Regions from separate parts of the Mus musculus genome. Here regions 2 and 3 are each linked to region 1. Evidence: chromatin contacts called from public promoter capture Hi-C data. All regions are on one chromosome and are shown on one strand. Each heading gives the region's core, a stretch centred on a gene start, on an enhancer-like site or on the middle of the called end of the contact. The rest is flanking DNA. Distances are from core to core; before and after follow the strand shown. Region 1 holds the start of Ramac (RNA guanine-7 methyltransferase activating subunit). Region 2 holds the start of Fanci (Fanconi anemia, complementation group I). Region 3 overlaps Tlnrd1 (talin rod domain containing 1).

What was found. Promoter capture Hi-C pulls out the DNA fragments that hold promoters and counts their contacts.
Region 2: a promoter capture Hi-C map of liver shows a contact between it and region 1, with 4 times the contacts expected there. The contact joins the promoter of Fanci here to the promoter of Ramac in region 1. A contact is called at or near these places in 2 of 39 promoter capture datasets (liver and pre-B cells), 1 of 484 Hi-C or Micro-C datasets (CD4 T cells) and 1 of 9 other capture datasets (adipose tissue).
Region 3: a contact with region 1 is called in a promoter capture Hi-C map of pre-B cells, with 4 times the contacts expected there. The contact joins the enhancer-like site here to the promoter of Ramac in region 1. A contact is called at or near these places in 2 of 39 promoter capture datasets (liver and pre-B cells), 2 of 484 Hi-C or Micro-C datasets (B cells and CD4 T cells) and 1 of 115 datasets of contacts at active chromatin or transcription factors (astrocytes).

What each region holds. Positions count from the first base shown.
Region 1 is chr7:81,760,985-81,766,030 of GRCm38.p6, forward strand. It overlaps Ramac (RNA guanine-7 methyltransferase activating subunit), which reads left to right and starts at 1,969. Exons shown (of 3, transcript NM_025997.2): 1 at 1,969-2,072.
Region 2 is chr7:79,389,348-79,394,393 of GRCm38.p6, forward strand. It overlaps Fanci (Fanconi anemia, complementation group I), which reads left to right and starts at 2,991. Exons shown (of 38, transcript NM_145946.2): 1 at 2,991-3,044. It also overlaps a transcript of Rlbp1 not described here.
Region 3 is chr7:83,877,238-83,882,283 of GRCm38.p6, forward strand. It overlaps Tlnrd1 (talin rod domain containing 1), which reads right to left. Exons shown (of 1, transcript NM_030705.4): 1 at 3,258-5,046. The coding sequence ends at 4,896. Among named protein-coding and RNA genes, the nearest start is that of Tlnrd1, 4.6 kb to the right of the region's middle. Within about 2 kb of position 1,929, at least 81 of the 459 cell types and tissues checked have an H3K27ac peak or open chromatin away from gene starts, as enhancers often do. A contact at or near this core is called in B cells, astrocytes and pre-B cells, where this site is marked.

The DNA.
Region 1 (5,046 bases), core at 719-3,218:
GTGGGAGTGGGTGGGTAGGGGAGTGGGGGAGAGTATGGGGGACTTTTGGGATAGCATTGGAAATGTAAATGAAGAAAATACCTAGTAAAAATAAATAAATTAGAAAAAAGACTATTTATAAACATGTAATTCTGTTATGCAGTGGTTATCACACATAGCATTGCTACTTTATGATGAACTATTAAACCAGGGAATTTTTTTAAAGACAGTCTCATGTAGCTGAGGGTGACCTTGAACCCATCATCCCCCTCCACCGCCCTAGGGTTGGGTGTCCATCACCACTGTGCTCTTTATCACTTCGTGCTCTTAACTAGTTCAATCAAATGGAACTGAAAGTCCTCCAGTGCCAACTCTGAGGCCCGAAGAAGTGGATTCGTCTCCGTTTTCCACGCCTGTTCGTCTTCCATCGCCTATTTAGTAATGACTGTTTCTGTGACCTGCATCCCCACATCAGCACTGGCCTATTTTTGTTACATTGGTGTTTCTAAACTATGGCGTGGATAGTTTAGAACATAGTTCCACTGTTCATCCCACAAGTAGGTACCGAGTTATATACTAGTACTGAGTTATGTACGGTGTTATATACTAGTGTGATGTACAAATTAAAGGTGTGTATAAACAGGTAGAAAATGGTATTAACACATAAAGTTCTGAAGGTACTGTGGAACCCAGCAGAAGTAAAACTCATTCCCTGTAAAGTCTTAGAGAATGGATGTAATATCAATGTCAACATCTGGAGGTCGTGGTGGTGGTGAGGTGGTGGGGTGTGTGTGTGTAGGGGAGTGGCAATATTCTAAGCATAAGGGAACACTGGCAAGCTATAAAAACATAATGAGTATTCGTGAACTACTGCATTTGGTCTGCTTTACTGTGAGGGAATGAAAGAGAAATATCAGAAAATAGAATTTTGAATCCAAATTAAGATTGTTGGCCTTGGCAGCAAGGAGTTATTGAATATCTTGCATCCCAGTTGTGCTTGAATATGACTATAACTACGGCAGTTGTCTGGTGATATGCTGGTGAGGGGCAGTGACTTAGGAAGAAGGGCATCGGTGCTCTGTTCAGGGAGTGTAGAGAGAACTTGGATGAGGAGTCAGTGGGGATGGGAATGGATGAAAACCAGAGTCACAAGGACCAAATAACAGAACGAGACATCTGACCAGGGCGTGGAAAGAAAAGGTATTCTTTTTTTAGCTTTATTTTATTTATGAGTACACTATAGTTGTTTCCAGACACACCAGAAGAGGGCATCAGATCCCATTACAGATGGCTGTGAGCCACCATGTGGTTGCTGGGGATTGAACTCAGGGCTCCAAGAAGAGCAGTAAGTGTTCTTATCCTCTCCAGCCCTAAGGTATCCCATTTTGACACTAAACTTTCCAGGCTGATCGTATTCCCAAGAGGAGGGCAAGGTCCGGGGAGCAATCTGAGAAAAGTGGCTAGTCAACAGCTGGCATTGCCACACTTGCAAACAACCGAGAAGAGCGGAGACTTCGGGAGCGAGCGGAATACGGGCAGTGGAGGCGTGGGTTCGTCTCTGCAAACACACATAGACAACGGTGCGCAGGAGCCTTACTGCCCAGGCCGGCTAAGAACCGGGTGGGCATCGCCCAAGCAGAGCAGTCTCGTCTGCTCCTCCGCCCCGCCGCCCGGGCTCCGGCTTTGGGGTCTCCATTGACAAGCAGCCTTCCCTCCTAGTCCTACTCTCAGACTTCCCGTACCAGTGCACCAGGCACTGCCAGTTCGAGGGATTTTATACATGACGATATCCTCTCCCCGACGGTCACCAGGCACTGGCTGCGAATGACCGCACTGCCCACCATCGCCACTTTGCTCGACCCTGCGGAGCTTCCCTAGGGCCGCGCCAAGGTTCGAATGTGAGGGGCGTGGCGGGGGGGGAGGGGGAAGCGAGGATTTCTAGATCTCGAGAGACTTGGCACGAGACTCCGCCTTACACGCTCCGGAAGCGGAAGTCGGGTGGTTGAGGGATTCCTGAGCGTTTGTTTACCTTGGAGAGCCGGGTGGGGTGCGGCGGTGTGGACGCCCGAGGTCTCCAGTGCGTCCCATGAAGGGTGAGTACCGCACATGGCGGATGAATCTCCCACCCGGGGCGGCGGAGGTGATGGGGGCCTGGGGCCGGAAAGTGCGAGAGGCCGGAGGTCGCTGCCCCTCGGAGCCTCTTTCTCCGCAGCTCGGCTCCTGACGGCAGTTCTGGAAGGAGCCGCTTTGTCCCGGCCGTCGTCAGCCGCGCGTCGGCTGGCGGGCTGGGATGCGCAGTGGTTAGTCAGTCATCCTGCTCCGTGCTCGGGGCTCCGCTCTGGAGAGCAGCCGAGCCAGGGTCGGCCGACCGCAGGCAAAGCTCTGTGCGGTTCTCTATGTGGTGAGGAGGTTGGTGGGATCCAAGTGCCAGGAAGGCTGTCGGCCGCAGCGACAGAGAGCGCGCGGCCCCTGGTTGCCCGTGCCTGACCTAGCTTGTAGCTGGTGACGACCGAGGCGACGAGGGTCGTCGCCTCTCCGAGTTCCTCCGTGGAAGCTCGAGTTTCCTCGTAGGCTGCTAGGACTGAGATCCTTGGGTCTCTAATCCTGCCCACTCAGATCGAGACGTGTGTGTGCACAGCTCCTCTGCCCACGCACGCCTTTGCGGGGTGGGGAAGAATTGTCTGTCTGCGGGTTGTGTGTCTGTCTGTCTGCGGGTTGCGTGTGCTGGCGCCCGCAGAGGCCGGAAGAGGGCGTCTGTTCCCCTGGAGCTATATTACAGGCAGCTGAGAGCAGCGTGGGTGCTGCGATCTGATCTGTGGTCCATCGGAAGGGTAGTGAGCGCTCTCGACCACTGAGCTATCTCTCTGACACTTCCCTCATCTTTTGAGGTTTCTTCCAAGACCCCCTTCCCCCCAGCCGTATTTTCTTAATATTATTTATTCTATTATTTCTTTTATATGTTTATTATATAATTATATTTTATATATTATGTAATTGTGCTTTATGTGATTATTATACATATGTATTGTATATTTTTACATCATAATAACATTTTTCCCTTTCCTCCCTTTAGACCCTCCCTTTATCCCCTCAGCTCTTTCAAATTCATAGTCTCTTTAGTAATATGTAGATATATACAACCTGCTCAGTTCATATATTGTTACTTATGCGTGTGTTTTCGGGGCTAATCAAATATGGCATTAGAGAACCAGTTGGTGTGCTCTTCCCTTGAGAAGACTATTTCTCTTGCTCTCCGCATTCCTTGGTTGCCTGTAGTTCTTTGTTAAGGCCTCTTGACTTTTCCCTCTTCCACATTCTCTTGTCTTTTGGTAGTGTTGGCCTCAGCCCATATTTAATCAACCTAAACATTAAACAATATAGTTGTCTCAAATCCTTGGGTTAAGTAAAGCTTGCATTAAGGTTTTGTTTCAATTCCATTCTCATGAATAAGTATGAAGATACCTATGTGGTAGGGTATGGGGAAAATAGAATAAATTGTGCCTTTTCCTTGCCTTGTGAATGTCTGTCTTAATTGGGAATGGGGCATTCTTCTAGTGGCTTCTGTGGGTAGTTTGGAATTGTGGACACTTTTAATTAGTTGGGAGTTTTCCTTGTCTTATTTTGAGACAGTGTCTCTCTACATCGCTCTGGCTGTCCTGGAACATACTCTATAGACCAGCCTAGCCTCAGACTCACAGAAATCCACCTGACTCTTCCTCCCAAGTGCTGGGATGAAAGGCATGTGTCACTACCCTCAACCTAGTTGGATTTATTCTAAACTCATTTGGTTTTTGGTATTTAATACTAGTTTGCCAATACCAGGCACAAGGAGGTGTAATAAATAAGGTAGAAGTTAAGTAGTAGCCTGAAAGGTAAAATGTCCAAGTACTGTTTCTTGAACTTAATGAGCAATTGTAGTTGAATTTGGTTGGAATAAGGGCAGTACTGTTATAAATGCTTTACCTATTTTGAGGAAAGACAGGACAATGAAGAAGCTATCTTCCAGTTAAGTAGCCCATCCAAAGCGTCCTTGAAAGTGTGATTAGAAAGGAAAAATGACTTGAGGATATCGGGGAAGATGTGGTTTTAAGTTTTTAGCATGATGTTAAATACACCTCAAATCATAAAATAGGTTTTGGTCCTTTCTCTTTGCCAAAGCTGGTTTTGTACTTCTAGGCTCAGTTGATCCTTCTGCCTCAGGCCCAGGAATGGTAGGTCTACAACATGGGCCATTTTCCCTACCAGGTTTAGAAACTTGGAGGCATTCAGCAGAAACACGAAGTTTGAGTTAGGAAAGCTAGGGGATGGCAAAGCTCAACAGTAGCAGTTCTTGATCACAGACGCCTGGGAAGTGGGAACTACCTGTAGAATTCTGCAGTTTCAAGATCTGAGATGAAGAATAAAAGTGAACTCTCTGGTTTCTTGAGAATTAGACCTGCAAGTTAAGCAAAATCTTTTCCCTTAGGTAGAAGATTAGAGATTCCTATTTTTAAATCTGTATTACATTCATTGTGTGTGCGTTTGTTTGTCATGGTACACATGTGAAGGTCAGAGGACAACTTGTGGGAGGGAGTCTGTTCTCTGTTTCTGCCAGATGGGACCTGAAGTTTGAACTAAGGTTCTTAGCCTTGGCCACAAGCACCTCTATCTACCAGCCCAGATTATACTTTTTATATCCATTAGACAGTATCTATCTTATTATTGTTAGATGTTTCTCATTTCTCACAGTATCTGGAGTAATAATACATTGCATTAAATTATAAAATAGTTACCCATAACTTTTAATAGCCATGCATCTAAATGCCAGTTGCTTGGGTTGGCTTCAGACTCCTGGGTTCAAGTAATATCAGTATCCAAACTACAGGTATACACTTAGGAAGCTGTACCCAGCTTCCCCTTTTTCTTTATTCACCTTTGATTGGGGCTAGTGGGGGCTGGAGGGTTTTTTTTTTTTTTTTTTTTTTTTTTTGTCCTGGAACTTATTCTATATAGACCAGAAGGGCTTTGAACTTAGAGATCTGCCTGCCACTGCCTCTGGAATGTTGGAATTAAAGGCATGTGCCAAAG
Region 2 (5,046 bases), core at 1,741-4,240, 2.4 Mb before region 1:
TGGGTATGAAAGAGTTAAAGAGGCTGTACCATTCAGAAAGGTATTCAGTAAGTTTTAGAAACTCAAGGTCAGAGCTGTTCTGGTGCAGAGGTATCAGACCCAAGTTTAGGAAGCAAGTAGAGGCAGCTACATCTGGGTTTTTGTTTGTTGTTGTTTTTTGAGACAGGGTTTCTCTATACAGCCCTGACTGTCCTGGAACTCACTATGTAGACCAGGATGGCCTTGAACCCAGAAATCCACCTGCCTCTGCCTCCCAGGTGCTGGGATTAAAGGTGTGTGCCACCACTGCCTGGCTGTTATTTTTTTAAATGTGTGTACATGAACACTCATGTTTGTATTAGCAGCTATGTATGCATGTGAAGTTCAGGTCAGAGGACAACTGTCAGTGCCATGTCTTGGGTTCTATCCACTTTCTTTCTTTTCTTTTCTTTTTTTTTTTTTTAATTAAAGATTTATTTATTTATTATATGTTAGTACACTGTAGCTGTCTTCAGACACACCAGAAGAGGGCATCAGATCTCATTACAGATGGTTGTGAGCCACCATGTGCTTGCTGGGATTTGAACTCAGGACCTCTGGAAGAGCAGTCAGTACTCTTAACCTCTGAGCCATCTCTCCAGCCCCTTTTTCCTTTCCTTTCCTTTCCTTTCCTTTCCTTTCCTTTCCTTTCCTTTCCTTTCCTTTCCTTTCCTTTCCTTTCCTTCCCTTCCCTTCCCTTCCCTTCCCTTCCCTTCCCTTCCCTTCCCTTCCCTTCCCTTTCTTTCTTTTTTTTTTTTTTTTTTTCTTTTCTTTTTTGAGACAAGGTCTCTCATTGGTCTGGAACTCACCAAGTCAGCTATGCTAGCTGGCCAGTGAGCCCCCAAATCTGCCTACCTCTGTCTCCCTGGCACTGGGATTACAAATGAGCGCCCCTTAAGTACCTACCTAGTGGCTCACATAGGGAGTCTAGCTGGTGAACTGAATGGGGAAAGATTAGCTGCTTAGTTAAGGAGGTCTGCCCCTGAGTGGAAAAGCTGATGCTAATCCAAATCTATCCTTTATCTTACTAACACTGTTAATGCTGGCCAGCCACGTGTTGGAGCATATTCGCAATCCCAGGCACTTGGGAAGTAGAAGCAGGAGGATTAGGAGTTCCAGGCCTGTTAACACCTTAGCATTACTTCTAGGCCCCGCCCAGCAGTTACCTAGCAACTGCCAGGTAAACTGGGGTTGCTATAAAAGGGACTGTTTGGTCTCTCTTCACTTTCTGACTTTCTCTCTCTGACCCCCTTTTCTCTCTCTGACTCCTTTCTCCCTCTCCTGCCCCACTCCATGTTCCTGGCCAGCGTCTTCTCTTTGTCTCTTTGTTCCAGCTCCATATCTTTCTCTCATTCTATCTCTCCCCTCGCTCTTTCTCTGTCTCTACTCCCTTCTCAACCCCCCTTCAACAGAATAAACTCTATGCTATACTAGACCTATGGCTGGTACCTTGCAGGGAAGGATGCCTTAGCGTGGGCCCACTGAGGTACCCTAACCCACTGCACCGTACCTCGCTCTTTAAAACATATTGTTGACTTTACAAAACACATCAAGGCCAATCACAGTTATGTCGCAAGTTAAAACCCAGCCTGGGCTAAGTGGGATCCTGACTAAGAAAACATAAGCAAAAAGTTAATGTTGCCGGGCGTGGTGGCGCACGCCTTTAATCCCAGCACTCGGGAGGCAGAGGCAGGCGGATTTCTGAGTTCGAGGCCAGCCTGGTCTACAAAGTGAGTTCCAGGACAACCAGAGCTATACAGAGAAACCCTGTCTCAAAAAACCAAAAAAAAAAAAAAACAACAACAACAAAAAAAAGTTAATGTTAATAAAAAAACAGGTAGCCAGGCAATGGTGGCACATGCCTTTAAACCCACCATTGGGAGGCAGTGGCAGGTGGATTTCTGAGTTCGAGGCCAGTCTGATCTACAAATTGAATTCCAGGACAGCTAGGGATATACAGAGAAACCCTGTCTCAAAACAAAACAAAAACCAAAAATTAATAAATAAAATAAATTAAAAACAGGTACTATGTTATTCATGTATCGGGGTAGACATTCATACAAACAATTTAATAAGTGTTATTAGATGCACACATGGAATGCTTATTTAATCTGTATAGATTGTTAACAGATTTACAGCTGAATGGTGCAGTCCTAGAAGGAGTTTGGAACTAGAAGGAGTTTGGAAGGAAGGTTTTGTGGGAAGATGGGATGAAGCCATCTGTTTCTTTAGTGAAGTAAAGGATTCCCCTCAGGGATCGCCCTCACCCTCAGCTGCTGGTTTTTAACAACTTCTCATATTTCAGTGTGGAGACCTAAATGTAGAAGAGTGATTCCCGAGAGGAATCCTTTGCTTCACTAAATAGTAATGCCTCTGCTTCTCCTCTACCATCCTAAGCACCTTCACATGCTTAGCTAGCCAGGAGCTTGTTGATTCTGGGCACTGTGCACAAGCTGCACCCTCAATCTAAAGTAGAATTTCGGTCCACTGCTTCATTGATCTTGACGGTGCACTCAGGTGGTTATTTACGAATGTATTGAACATTCACTGCTTCTGGGACGGACGGACACACACACTCACACTCACACTCACTCTCACTCACTCACTCACTCACTCACTCACTCACTCACTCACTCACTCACTCACTCACTCACTCACTCACTCATGCGGGCGCGCGCGAGGTGCTTCCGATGCAAAAGACCTGACCCTCCATCAATTGGTTCAATCTCTTCTGCACTGACTTCAACTACAGAGCTCTAAGAAAGCTTAACCCGGCCATACCATAACGCGCATGCTACTCTGAGGTTCCCCCCAAAGCGTGTGAGCCGGTTGCACCTCCCTCTCCCGCGAATTTGGGCCATCATCTCCGCAAAGATTCCCCCACTTTGTCATCTAAAATGGTACGCCCTACAGAGTTAGGAAGTCGGAAGTGCACCTCGGGGGCGGGACCTGTTGCTCTGGGCAACGGAAGTGCGGCTGCGTGGAGTAGAGCGGGAATTTTGGAAGGATCCCGAGCTGAGGTTGAGGTGACTGTTCAGGGTCTGTGCTTACAAGGAGGGAGGAAGTGGGACGGTGAGGACAGGCAGGGTCCCCTTGCGACGTGGCGTCCCGCCGTGCCTGGTTTCTGCGCAGGGGTCGGGGACATCAGCTTTGGCGGGTTTTTGCGAGGCTCGCTCCGTTCTGCCCTCCCTATTGGCCCTGCCCTGCAGTGTCAGCGCCTGCTTCTGGAGGGTCCCGCAGCCGGGTTTCGCGCGTGGAGCCCAGTGCCAGTGGGAAGAGAGGCCATTGACTTCGCATAGGATAGGCAGGATACTCAAGACGTGCACTGTCGAGCAGAACGGAGCTCCAAAAGCTAACGACCCCACCAGATGTTTTATTTAATTTCTCCATTTACATAGCGTTTATTTTAATATACAAAGCAATCACCCAGCCACCACTATAAGCACTTAGTATATTTTCGGCACCGTATATAGAAGTTAAGGTAGTAAAATCTACATTAGCTGCCTTATTTTATAGTTTCTGTTTCCTTTTAGTTTTGTTTTTGAGTCAGTGTCTTATATTGGCTACAGAGTGTGCCTGGTCATGTTTCCACCTGAGTGCTGGGATTACAGGAGAGCATCAACATGCTAGGTGTATACAAGTCTAGGGTTATGACGTCATCCAGCCCAGGGCGGCAGGCCTGCTAGGCAGTTCTACCGGCAGAGTTACGCCCTCTGGCCCACATCAGATATTTCTTATGTCCTTAATATAAGCTTGTTACTGTGCTCAAGATAACGATAAACCAAACTGGAAATACTCATGGAACTGTAGACCAGTGGGGGACCTAGCCATTAATTTAAAATGTAATATTAGAACTTGCCGGGGGAGGGAGGGGGGCTGGTGAGATGTCCCAGCAGTTAAGAGCATTGACTGTTCTTCCAGAGGTCCTGAGTTCAATTCCCGACAACCACCTGGTGGCTCACAACCATCTATAGGAGGATCTGATGCCCTCTTCAGGCAGGGGGATGTATATGCAGCAGAGCACTCATACATCAAATAAAATTGTTTAAAAAGTTAGTGACATTGTGGAAGGAATTTCACTGGTGTTTGTAGAGGAGGTAACACCGGAGCATCTGAGAGAGAGTGAGTTGAGCCGAGGTCTGAAGACTTTGTAGAAATTGAGAGCAAGGATGGGTATCTTTGTTTCAGATGAGAAATCGTTTATAAGGGTGTTGGGGATTTGAAGGACAGAAAACAATTTATTGTTCTTAGAAGAGTGATAAAATCAGAAACAGAATTAGCTCTGTGTACCTTTTCACGACCTCCGGCTTGGGTGGTGGTTACGTGCATAAGAACATCCTTGGTAGAGAAGGAGTGAAACCCAGCATGAAGCACCCCAGCTTCAGAGTGGCTTAGAGCTGTGGAGAAGCTCGCTGCGTTTGTAGACTTTGGGTCTGGTTGATTCCACTATCTGATTTTTTTTTTCTAATTCCTTATTTAACATTAAAAAGAAAGAATAGAGTGATGAAGGAAGTTAAGCGAGGGCTTAGACCCTGCAGGACCTGCTCTCTGCGGCCAGAAGAGAGTGCCATGCAGTTGTGAGCCATCTGATGTGGTGCTAGGCATGGAATTCAGCAACTCTGGGATAGCAGGGAAGGCTCAGTACTGAGCCATCTCTCCTGTCCCAGGACTCTGAGCTTGTGTGCGTGTGTGTGTGTGTGTGTGTGTGTGTACGTGTACGTGTGTACGTGTGTACAAGCGCGCATGCGCATGCACACATGTGGTAGCCCTGGCTGTCCTGGAGCTCACTCTGTAGCCCAGGCTTGTCTTTAGCCCACAGAGATCCACCTGCCTCTGCCTCCCACTTACTGAGATTCAAGGAATGTGCCACTGCCACCTGGCTTCCTTCCTTTCTCTTCCCTCCTCCCCCTTTCTCTTCTTCTTCCTCTTTCTCCTTCTCCTCCTCCTCTTCTTCTTCCTCCTCCTCTTCTTCCTCCTCCTTTTGGATTTTTGTCTAATAAGAAAGCAACAGAAAATTCCTTCTAAGAT
Region 3 (5,046 bases), core at 679-3,178, 2.1 Mb after region 1:
AGCTCAGCAGTTAAGAGCACTTATTGATCTCTCAGGAGACCCAGGTTTGCTTCCCAGAATCCACGTGGTGACTCACAAATATCCATAACTCCAGTTCCAGGGGATCCAACGCCCTCTTCTGACCTTCTGAGGCACTAGGCATGCACATAGTACACAGATATGCAAAACTCATACCCATAAATTAAAAAAAAATTATACAAAATAGTAAATAAACTCAGAAGTGAAGTGTTCTTTCTTGGTTGGTCAAAGAGCTCACAGGTTGACTTTTTCTTTTGAATTCACCTTGCACAAGAGATAATATGTAAGAACATAAAGTCAGTTTGCTGGTTTATGTTGTATTGTTTCAGTTTCTTTCCAAAGCATAAAGGGAAGAGAACTCTGTACTTTAGATAAACATGCACACATGTACACAGAGAGAAAGGGGAGGGAGAGATAGAAAGAAAGAGTGCGTGAGAGAGAGAGCTCAATTCTCAAGTTAAAGAGATGGCTCCCAGAGTACTACTACACAATTTTGATGATGTAATTCTCAAACCTGTCTTCTGATCTCCACATGCAAACTGTGGCATGTGCACGGTTGCATCCACACACACATCAGATACACATGAAGCACAACACACATCAGATACACACACACACACCCTCAAAGATCAATCTAAGAGTTCCTCGGGCCTGAGGACATACCTCAGTGGCAGAGCACTTGCTTGCCACATACAAAGACTTAGGTTTAAGCTCACAATGTCCAAGAGAAAAGGACACCAGAGCAAAGGGGAAGCTCATAGAAATGATATAGCCTCCTGACACACAAGGGGTGTATTCTGGATTTAAAGATAAAAAAGAAACCTGCATACTTTATAGGGCAGGGAGGCTCCAACCTGGGCATGCATCAGTCACCTGGAGAGCCTGATACAACACAGAGCAGCTTCTAGTGAACAAAGCTGAGGTGGCATCCAGAATAGTGCTGGTGCTGAAGGTCCTTGGACCACACAGCAGTACTGAGTCCAGAGCAAGGCATCACTCACAGCTGTCTGTATCCTAGTTGGCTCCCACTGCCTTTTGGCCCAGTAAATGGCCATTATAACTTCCACCTACAGGAACTATTTCACTACTTGCTTATGTAATCTTGTTGCAGGCATTTTATTAGTTTCATTTAAAAACCAAAACCAAAACCAAAATACATATATGCCAGGCATTATAGCCTCTGATCTTAATGGGCTCCCTGCTTTGTTAAATTGACCCCAATTCTGTTAAACTGACCTCAATCACAGAGGCCCCTGCTAAAAGCGGCGTTTCCTTATATCTAGACAACTACAGTTTTTGAGCCTTTATCATTGTAGGGGGAAGCAGATCACTCCCAGAAACTTTGCTTAAGCAAATTGGACCAATTAGTCACAGATACCCAAAGTAAATAATCAAGCAAGCGCTGAGAGGATCTGCCCTTAAAACCCAGGTCTCCTTAAGAACTCATTCAGCTACTAGAGTCAAAGGTCAAGCCAGGCAGCAGCCGCAGGCAGAGGTGCTAAGTCTGTGGATTTCTTCTCCAAGTCCTCTCAGTCTCTGTGCACTGCTCAGTTGCTAACTCTGGAGGTCCTCTGTCCAACCCCCGCCATTCTGCCTGTTCACCAGTCACATTCATTCAGAAAAAAAACAGGTGTTCCTGTTAAAATTAGCTGTCTCAAACTGCAAAATATCTCAGACCCCTATACCAGCTTTAAAAGGAAAGTGAAAAATAACTACCATTCAGCCGTTAACTGATGTTTCCAGAATGACAGTCACACACACACACACACACACACACACACACACACACACAGAGAGAGAGAGAGAGAGAGAGAGAGAGAGATTGATTTGCATTCTTACCAAGAACTCAGGATGAATAAGAAAGCCCAAACTTTAAACTGACAAAGAAAGGCTTCTTGTCTTGTTTTGATCTCTTTTCCCCCTGGTCATGCCTGAAAGCCTGCTCTGTCCCATTTCCTTCGGTTGACTGTCATAGACAATGGCTTTTGTTCGGGGAACTTAGCTGGTTTTAGCTGGTTTTCTGTCTTTCTCTTTAGCATGCCTAAGGAGGTTCTTGGCATCTCTTGGTCAGAAAGGACTCTGCATTAAACCTGACTTACAAACCTTGACCCAGAAAAGTCAGAAGAACCCAGGGTTGGACTGAAGTTAGTGGTGGTGAAGCTTAATTTACATATTTATAAAAAGAAGGCTGAGTGGAATGAGGCCGTTCTGATTTTATTTCTGGAACCAGTAACTCTGCTGACCTCATTACAGCCTATTATGAAATAGGTTGATGTACTTCTTTAAAAAAAAAAAAATCAAGGATTATTTAAAAGAGAAGTTTGGCAACTAATATATTGGAAGGAAATTAGAATGCCAAAGACCAGTGCCCAAGTCCCTAACCAGGCACTGCAGACACACACAGAACGGAACTGTGTGCTACTCACTCTGGCTTCTAAAAACCTGCTTGAAAAGACAGAGAAAATTTCAAGGCACCTACTGTCAGACAAACCCCGACCCTTATAAACCAAAAAAAGAAATTAAATATCACATTTCTCAAGGACAGAGATTTTTAACATTCCGCACTCAACCCCTATCACATACACAAGCACTGAGACAACTGTGAGAAACTCTGTGAGAAAGAGCAGTTTCAAATTTAATGTGGAGACTAGCTAGTTAATGTCATGCAAGGAGATAGGGCAAGTCTTTTTGCCTTTTGGCTTGCAGTTTTAAAATTAGTTCTTCAAGGATTAGTTCTTCTGGCTCTTAATTCCTTTCAGTTTACTCTGTGATATCTGCAGACTAAAGGAACCATAGGAAATTTAGACTTTATCATTTGTGTAAACCCAACGAATAGAAATAATTTCCATGTGTACATAGGACTTCTTTTGGCAGCCCTCTTGCCAATCTACCTGCAGCTGATCTAGACTAAACTTTACAAAAGAACTGGGGGGGGGGGGGTAGGAGCATACCCAAGGTCACTTCATTTTACTTTATAACTCTTGCAAGATCTAATTAGAGAAAACAACTGCTCCTTTGACCATTTCTCACTTAATTCCTAATGCATATTTGCTGTGCTGAGACACCAACTGTCTATGCTGGCCTCAGACTTATGGCAAGACTTCGACTTCAGTCTCTGAAGTGTTGAAATGAGAGGTGTGAGCAACAGCCAGGTTTGCTCTGACCATTGAAAATAAAATGTATACACACTATTACTTTAAGTTTTTTTTTTTAGAAAGTGTGGGAAAAATTGATTTTATAAGTTAAATTTCATTTTGCTGCTAACATTTTATGGTGACAACTTTTCAGATCTGTGGGCACTGGAAAGGTTTAAGCACAATAAAACCCCCTGAAAAAGTAAATGATACACTGAAAGCCTACAGGAGTTTTTTGCGCATGTGGCTCATCCAGGTTTCAAGGCTATAGATAAGTTTGTCACTCTATTTAGTAAGAAACTATTCAACAGTGTCTTCAACAAGCCATAAACTCCCCCTTAAAAAGTCCATCCCAAATTTATTTATCTACAGAAAAGCCAAACTACCTCGACATGATTTCAATCAACAAAATACTCTTTCAATACCCAACCAGCCACTTGAATCAAGGTCATAAAAACAAGCCCTCCACTGACAAGCATGCTCTAGAAAGTTCTAAGTCCAGAGGATAGACTCTTTTATCAAACTGCCTAGAACCTTCTATAAAGTCATAGAGATTTCTGGGTTAGGCCTAGCCTCACTGAAGATGCTAAAGGATCAGTTGATACAGTGCTGTTAAGTCCCATGCAAAATTCTGTGAGCTGGCAAGGCAGCACCCCACACAGTATTAGGAAGTACTTTAATCTGAAAATGACAGGCCGAATACAAATCAGATTTCAGTAAGCCTGAACCTATGGCTCATTATAATAGAGAAATGAGTGGAGGACAAAGAGAGCTAGGTTACTTTCCAGAAAAACTAGAGGGAAGAAGACAAAATCCCCACTAACAGTCCTCCCCACTAACAGTCCTCCCCACTAACAGTCCTCCCCACTAACAGTCCTCCCCCACGCACTGCATAGTCCAATCACATTCGATTGCCTTTAAAAATAGATCACATACATTTGTCTTTCTAGGGTGCAAGGATGCTCAGAGGAATAATACCAGAGGGAAAATGGAATTTTAGAGTGGAAATGGTTAGGCACTGGGGATTCACTTGCCAATGGATGTAAACCTTTTTCCCCCCACAGCTCCTTCCCACAGATGGCAGGCGGCATGCACAGTTAGTGAAAAGACAGTAACTGCGAAAAGCCATCTGAGAAACATAACAATTTAATAGATGAAATAAATACTCCAGTACATGCAGGGTAAAAACTTGACATTGGGGGGGGGGGGAAATCACTCTATAGTGTAATTTAAAAAATAAAACACACGCTCACAGTAGCTTTCCCCCCCACTTGCAAATCATATGGCAAAGTCATACTCTTTTTCACACCATGTATACTCTAATTCAACAAAAATAACGACATACAAAAAGGTAGCTACATCCATGTCTAAAGGAGGGAAAACTGAGGTAACCTTTCATTAATTAAAAAGAAGGAAGAAATGAGCCCATGACCTCTTTCCTGCCCAATTGATAACTGAGTTGAGGGGCTCGAGTGTGTAGGGTTAACCCTGCAGCCAGCAGACTACCCATCTTCTCTGTGTCTGAGTCCCTATAGTGGGCTGGTGGACACCCAGGCCCTCTGAGTACTTGATGATTGCATGGCCCTGCCTTCTGGAAAATTCCTCTTGAGCATTTAACATGAGGGAGGGGATCACCTATGGATTCTTTGGTATAAATGGAGAGGGGAGGGGTTAAGTGTCTTCCTTTAGCCTGGGGTGGAAAACAGGTATAGGGGCTGGGGTGGGGGTGGAGCGTGGGGAGTGCTAATTCACAGAATTGGAATTCACTGGCGGTAAAGTCCTGGGTGAAGACCTTTCCCTTAAAGCCTGAGATAGCAGGGTGCAGCCTTCAGACACGGCGCAGGCCGAGTTCCTCAGCCTCTCCCTGTGGTCCGACATCTTGGCGCTCCCATCT